2 separate regions of the Columba livia genome follow, and region 1 is linked to region 2. Evidence: chromatin contacts called from public Hi-C data. All regions are on one chromosome and are shown on one strand. The core of a region is the stretch at or near the end of the contact, and the rest is flanking DNA. Distances in the headings are between cores, read along the strand shown. Region 1 holds the start of LOC102083499 (probable global transcription activator SNF2L1). Region 2 holds the start of VBP1 (VHL binding protein 1).

The links. A called contact is a pair of places that touch in the nucleus more often than the background predicts.
Region 1: a Hi-C map of crop shows a contact between it and region 2, with 2.5 times the contacts expected there. The contact joins the promoter of LOC102083499 here to the promoter of VBP1 in region 2. A contact is called at or near these places in 2 of 2 Hi-C or Micro-C datasets (crop and liver).

What each region holds. Positions count from the first base shown.
Region 1 is chr12:15,747,234-15,751,229 of bColLiv1.pat.W.v2, forward strand. It overlaps LOC102083499 (probable global transcription activator SNF2L1), which reads left to right and starts at 1,731. Exons shown (of 24, transcript XM_065077937.1): 1 at 1,731-1,912. The coding sequence starts at 1,820.
Region 2 is chr12:15,614,909-15,618,506 of bColLiv1.pat.W.v2, forward strand. It overlaps VBP1 (VHL binding protein 1), which reads right to left and starts at 1,276. Exons shown (of 6, transcript XM_065077927.1): 1 at 1,078-1,276. The coding sequence starts at 1,167. LOC102098849 (phosphatidylinositol-binding clathrin assembly protein) reads right to left here. Exons shown (of 22, transcript XM_065077917.1): 22 at 2,095-3,598.

The DNA of each region.
Region 1 (3,996 bases), core at 481-2,980, 130 kb after region 2:
GAGTGTTTTGCATAAACAGAAGCTACAAGCATTTGAAACTGGAGTAGGAAAGTCAAATATTAAAAATGGTTAGCGAGCTATTTTCCGTAAAGACTAAGAACAAATGCGTCATAGACTGGAATTTTCCCACCTTTTAGAGATTTTACATCGCTAACGGTAAGCTCAGTTTTCTAGAGAGCCCTGCTAGGAAAAGCTCTGGAACGCTCCTTCAAAACCAGACATGTCACTCCTCTCAGTTGTGCTGTGAAAAATGTATTTCCCAAAGCTTTTAAAAGCAAATAATGTAGAAGGGCTACTGCAGACACTGTGGGCCTTGCTCTGCTGCAAACTATCCAATAGATGCAGAAGGCAACAGGGTGCTAAATAATTCGGAACAGCACTGTTACTGCTTTGGGGCTGTTTCACAACATGGAAAGGGGAGTACAGAGCTTAAATCTTCTATGTTGGACCACAATTTAGATACTGAATTTCAGAGTAATCAGGCAGTCATGGAAACAGTTCATAGCTATTTTTGTTCACAAAAATGGTCGATGCATGGATGGAAAAAAGGTCTCAGAGGTATTTCTAAATGCAGTATATGTGAGCAGCAATAACCCATTTGCTTGGCTTAGTTGTTGAGTTATGCAAAAAGATCTTGATAACGGCTGCTGAGCTTTTTACTGGAATGAAAAAGCTTTTATTGCTCATTCCGCGTACAAGGGTAGGGTTTCACCTATTCATCTGGACAGAGTGCTCACAATATAGCCTTCTTAAGTAATCACCAGGTAAAATGGCTGGTTTGGAGCTCTTCATTTTTTAAAACTGCCATGTCCAGTGTTGTTTTGGAATCCTTTAGCAGTATGAGCAAAGATACAGCTCAGCAATTAAACATCTGAATGTCTTGCACAGCCAGTGAGAAACCTCTGTTGACAGTAACTATGCTGAATGCCTTCATTAGTGCAATTTTCAATATGAAAAACACAACCATTGTTAAATTTGAAATGGAAAAAAAAAAATCTTATAAGCTTCTCTTGCTCTGGGAACTCCAGTTGTACCTCTTAGCCCTGCAGATGTTTAGAGATTATTTCGTCTCTCAAATAAAGCCCACAACACTTAGGAAAACACACTAGCAATTTACAAGAGTATTTGAAGCCAAGGAGAATGAACTGCAAGTATGAAGTTTTCTGCCTTGTACCATTGTCTGGCTCATGCAGCACCTTATCCTTTTTCCAGCTCTCCATGACCTCACCCAGGAGTCCTTCTTTCACAAGAGGTCTAGAGCCCGCGTGCTTTACCTGCCTGTGCCAGCACCACGGGCACTCCTCTCTGGGAAGACATGGGAGCAGAGCACATTTTACTCCCTTCTCTCTCACCATATTTCCCCACAGATACGACAAGGAGCAATGGGTACAAACTAGAGCACAGGAGGTTCCATTTAAATTTGAGAAGAAACTTCTTCTCAGTGAGGGTGGCAGAGCCTGGCCCAGGCTGCCCAAGCAGGTTGTGGAGTCTCCTTCTGTGCAGACATTCCAAGCCGCCTGGACACCTTCCTGTGTAACCTCATCTGGGTGTTCCTGCTCCATGGGGGGATTGCACTGGATCAGCTTTTCAGGGCCCTTCCAACCCCTGACATTCTGCGGATCTGTGGTACCGCACCCCCGGGGTGCCGCCGGGCACCGGTCCCGAGCAGGACCCCGTTCTCGCGCCGCCGTTAACCCCCCGCGGCCCGCCCGCAGAAGTATCGCGAGACGCGCGGGCGGGCCCGGCGGGAGGGGCGGGGCCGCGTAGTGTTTGGGGCGGTGGGGCCGCCCCCCGCTGGCTCAAGGTGCCGCCGCGCAGGATGGACCCGGGTCCCGCGGAGCCGTGCAGCTCCGCCGAGGAGCCGTGCACCTCTGCCGCTGCGGCCTCTGCGCAGGAGCCCAGCGCCGAGGAGGTACCGCTCCAGGGGCGGGTGGGGGGACCCGGCGGGCGGCGGAGTCTCCGGGAACGATCGTGTCTGGCCCCGCTGCCGCCTCCTACAGCCGCGCCGCCCTGGCCCCGAGACCGCCGCCCGACCCTGAGGCCGCCCGGGCCGCTGGCAGCGCGCCCGCTTCTCTGCCGCAGCCCGCGGGGGCCCGTCCGGGCCACAGCCGGAGCCCAGCCTACGCGGCGGCCCTGCAGGCCGGACACAGCCCTCGCCTCCTGGTCTGCCCTTCAGCCACCGCCGCCCGCACGGTCCGGGTGCCCCGTTCCCTGCCACGCAGCCCGGGCACGGCGGTGCTGGCCCTTCCGCCCGGGCTCCAGTGCCGTGCGGCCGGCTGTGCCACCCGCCAGCCCCGCAGCCCGTGCGCTCCGGCAGGGCCCGGCCGCTGCTGCCCCCCGCGCTGCTGGCTCCCCTGGCCCGGGGGAAGCTGTCCTGGAGGGGCGGGGAGCAGCAGGAGCTGGGAGCCCCTCGGGGTGAGGGCCCGGGGCGGCTGAACCGCCTGTCCCAGCCCTTCCCTCTGCTCAGCTGAACTGCGGCCCCGGGGCAGAACAAGCCCTCAGCGGAGCACAGCCCGCCAGCCTCCTCCTTCAGGTTTTCTTGTTTGAAAGAAAAAAAGACAGACTAGGGTATGAGGAATGTGGAAAGTGACGTATTTGGGTATCCTTGGAAACGGAATGAGATTTAACCTGAGGAATGAAGCTTATAAAAACTTAGTAAGAAGGTTGACCATGTGCCATATCTTTGCTATTGGAGAAAATTGCAGAAATACTGATATTAGTGCAATCAGAATTATCATTCCAATTAATGAAAGTCAATTTTTGCCTGGAAAGAGCACTTGATTTTTTATTTCATTGTTTGTATATGCAAACAGCTATGAGATACAGTATAATGTAATTCTGAACATTACCTCATTATTCAGGGAAAAGGTTTCTGTATTGGATACAACTTATTCTACAAAATGTTATGCATATCAGCTGTTAAAAAGTTCATGCTAAAGGTTTAGAGGATGCCAGAATGCCTGCCTGGAGAAGTAATTTGAAAGCAGTGAATAGTTTCAAATATTATCAACATTGTGTTACTGTGCCATACTGGTCAATATATTTCTTAAAGGAAGGAGGAAAAAAAAAGGATTTTGTTGTTTGAGCTTTAATTCAGGCTGTGGAGTTTCATTTCACGTGTGGCCACAGGTCTGTTACACACACTCACCTGAGGTAGACAGACAACTTTTTTCCAGTATCACATATCTATGTAATTTATTTCTAAGGGAAGTGAGAGTGACATCTGAAATGGCATACTGTCAGTTTTGTTCTCCTCTAAGGAGGAGTATTTTGTCACTAATAACAAGGATTTGGCCTGATATTAGTTTGACAGTCTCTTGCTGGAGTTTATAGTATGTAGGAATACAACGGACGTGTGAATATACACATATGACCTGCTCTTTAGCATGTTGGGGTAGCAGTCCCCTCCTAACATTCCTTTCTGATTGAAGAAGCTGTAAGTGAATAGAACATTTCTATTTGCAATATAGTAATTTGGCCTTGCAAAGCCAAACTCATGCATTCATAAAATAATCAATTTGTCAAATAACTTCATTATACACTTAGTAGTGTTCACCTTTGCAGAGAATCTTGCCTTTGGGCCAAAATTTGAAAAGGTGGTCTCTGACTCGAGAAAATGTTCCTTCCATTTGCACGGTTGTGCTTGAAGTTAGCGAGTAAGTTGGCACATATATTTATCAGTAACAGTTCTGAAATTTAAGTGTAATGTTGCTTGACAGACTTACATATTTAGTCCCATTTTGGTCTGGTTTTGCTACTTGAGCCTGTATAGTTTAGATAATTATCATTGTTATTTTATTGCAGTTATAGTAGGTTGATACTTACAGTGCTTGTCAGATTACGACTCTTACATTTTACATAGAGATGTGCTTTGGGAGTGCCTTTCAGATTATTCAGTGCTTTTCAAAAACATTTTTGTAATTTAATGCATCTCAAAAAATAAGTGTATGTGTAGATATATATATATATATATATATATATATATATATATATATA
Region 2 (3,598 bases), core at 26-2,525:
CCTGAAGTACCAAAATGCAAGTCAAATCGATTTATTTCTATAAGAGCAGTCATACCTGACCTGTCCAAACAGCTCTGGTAAAGATAAGAAGACAAATCTGAGAAATACAGCTTTTCAAAGCGCAGGGAGATCTCAGTAGTAAAGCAGCATGGCAAACAAAGTGTTCAGGACAAACATCTGACGCTTCAAGATGACTCCCACACAGCCAGGTATAGCCAGGCTGATCAATACTTATTGATCAAACAACATAAAGAAGCAACCAAGATAGCACGCCAAGAGCCAGCTTATAGCAGAGAGCGGACAACAAATAGTTTTGATATTACATCACTGTGTGAGTCGATGAATTATTTTCAACCAGTCAACAGAGCTATTAAATGCTTGGTAAATCACTTTCTAAAGTTGGATTAACAAGTTCACCCTGTATTCTGAAAGACAGACATTTTTTGGTTTTCGGGAAGCCTGGCTGGATGCTTCGGAACAGTGATTCTGCTCAACTGTCAAGCACTAGATCATGAGAGGAAGATGCAGGGAAGGGCGCATTGTCTGCGATAAACCAGGCACGGACACGTGTGGGAAGAACTGCCGTAAGGAACCAGGGCTCAGTGCGTACAACATGCTCGTCATTGGCATGTGAGCGGGCCAGTGAAATCAGATGGTAACGCTCAAAACGGGGAACTGAGTTTGCTGTAAAGTGTATCAATCGTAACGGCACGGCAGAACTAAACAACCCAGCTCCTCAGGACTAAGGCACCCCCGCCCCGGGGCGCTCGGCCCTGCCCGCTCTGCAGGGGTGAGGCGCGCTCCGGCACGGCTCGGCTCGGGCCGACACCGCGGGCCGGGCCCCCCGGACACAGCCGGTGCGGGCGGGGAAGGCGCCGCAGGTCCCGCTCAGCCGCGGGCCGGAGGGGCCGCGCCGCCGCCCGCGCTCCCTCAGGCACCGCCCGCCAGGCCGCGGCCCCGCCGCAGGTGCCGTCTCACAGGGGATGGGCCCGGCTGCCGGAGCGCAGCCCCCTCCCCTCCGCTCCCCCACCCCCGCCCCGGGCGCGGAGCGGCCCGGCCGGCGGAGCCGCCGCTCACCACGAAGACCGCCTGGGGGATGCCCAGGGGGCCGCGCTTGTCGGCCGCCGCCCCGCCGCACCCCGTCTCGCTGCTGGTGGCCGCCGCCATCTTGGGCAACCAACGGTGCGTGCGCGGCCTCCGTTGGGACGGCCGTGCGGTACGTCATCACGTCAGCGCCGAACGCGGCCCTCTCATTGGCTGTCAGGCTTTGAGTGACGCGATGACGCGCGGGCGGAGGAGACCGGGGAGGCGGGGCAGCGGCCGGCCCAAGGCGTCGCTCATTGGCTGGCTGGGGCGCGGCCCGGCGCGCGGCGATGCTGCCGGGCGGGGCGGGGCGGGGCGGGGCCGTCCCCTGAGCGCGGCCCGCGGGAGCGCGGCGGGAAGCGGCGTGTGCAGGCGTGTGTGTGAGCGCGGCGGTACCGCGTTCTCGCCCGGCTCGTGTACAGCCCGAGAAACAGGAGGAGCTCTTTTATTGAGTAATTTTCAATAAACACTTCTGAGGGATCAGACACAAAGCTTTGCTATAGTTCTGTGTTTGAATGTTTACCCCCTGTTCATTACAACAAGGAGGCTGCTAAATGGTGACCTAACTTTAGGCAAACTAAACCAAATAATCTTCCCAAAAACTGAGAACAGGAACTTGCCCGCGGTCAGCAGAAGGCTCACGAGCAATAAACATTCCACAGTTAACAGCGCCAAGTGTTTGATTTTTGGTCTTGAGGCTTGTTACACGATCTACAAAAAACCCTTACAAAATCATGAGCAAGGCCGGTATGTGTTGGTTAAGGCCCATCTCCCATGTGAAAGGTCCCTTGCCCTGCGCAGAAGCCAGGCCCTGCTTCCCCAAGGAACCTGCACCACGGGAGAAAGAAGCTTAGCCACACCGGTATTTCAAATTAGGTGTAATACTATATTAAAGGTAAATGCAGAAGAGTAACAAACTAATCAAGCATCCCAGTTCAACTGTTTCCCTTAGTATTACAGAAAACCTTAAGCCTGAGGACAGGCTCAAGAATGATCACATACACACACACCTTGCATGTGCCAAAGTTTATTTTTTTCCAAAACTTTTTTCATCAAATAATTGGATATGAGCAGTTTTAAAAAACAAACAATTTGTATATTAACAAATTCCAAAGTTCCACAATTAAAATATCACAGCCAGTCTTATATGCCTAGGCTTCGTTTTAAAAAATTATTAAGTCATAGAACATAAACCCTCAAAGTTTTTCCCAAATTTGTGGCTAGTATATTTTCCACACATTCTGTATTCTTATAAAATGAAGGAACTCATGGAAAGGAAGAGCTGTACAAGAATACATCTGAAAAAAAGCCTGGACAACCTAAATTATAGTAACTTGTTTTAAATAAATATCCAATAAAAGGCACAAACCTGTTATGGGGAAAAACATAACATACAAATCAAGACCTATTAAATAAATAAAGTGTGGGTTGGGGTGAGGGAAATCTGTTCCAGCACCTATTTTGTCATTGCTCCAAAATGAAATTCCAGCCAAACATTTGGTACAGGATTAAACTTAATCACAAAGATACACATTTGAGATATACTGAAAGATTTGATGTTACAATTCCTGCTGCAACTGTACCAGTTACTACAGTCTCTTTAAATAAATGATCATGAGAATCTGCATAAAGTAGTGATGCAGTGATGTATATACCAATGACAAGCTAAATACATCTTCAGGGTAGTAACAACAGGTTTTCTATATTCCTAGCTATCAGCAATGTATAAATGAGAACATGTACAGTTTCCATTGCTCAAAAATATAATCTTTTAAATGGAAATAAATGACCGATACACAGTGCCTTTAGATGTTGTCCTTACAATACAAACTACCCTAAACAAAGTTTTCCTTTTTATGTACAAATTAAGCACCGATCCACAGTGCATGCTATTCTAATTGTAACCCCACCCTCCCTGCCACACATCAAAAAACCCAGATGAGGATACACCCTGTATTCAATCTCGTAGTCACAAGTTTTTTGTTGTTGACTTTTGTGTGTGTGTTGTTTGTTGTTTTTTCTTCAAGTCCATTTGTTATTTTTACCTACAAGTATTCCACCACTATGTGAACAGAACTGAGATTTATCTACTACATGTATCCAAAATTAAAAAAAATAATAATAATAAATTCTGTAACTTCTTGGAGGCAAAGTCAAGCTGCATCTAGAGATTACAAAACCCTGGTTTTTCAAAGAGAGGTACACTTTCAAGTCCAACCTTTCCAGCCTCCCCAGAAGTTCTCTCGTGGTACATCCCAGTAAGACAGCCTCCCTGTAGCAGCATGAAGTCCCAACAGTTCGGCTTGAATGACCCACTAGATTACAATAACACAAAGTGCACAGCACACTTCACGTCTTCCTCCTTGTTCAGACAAACATGGAGTGACATCTTAGTTACCTGCTTTCTGAAGTATTCAGAACAGGATTCTGACCAAACGAGTTGGAAAGAAACAAAAAAGAAAGTCATATTTATATACATCTCTCTTCAAACTCTTGGGGCTATTGGAGTCACCCT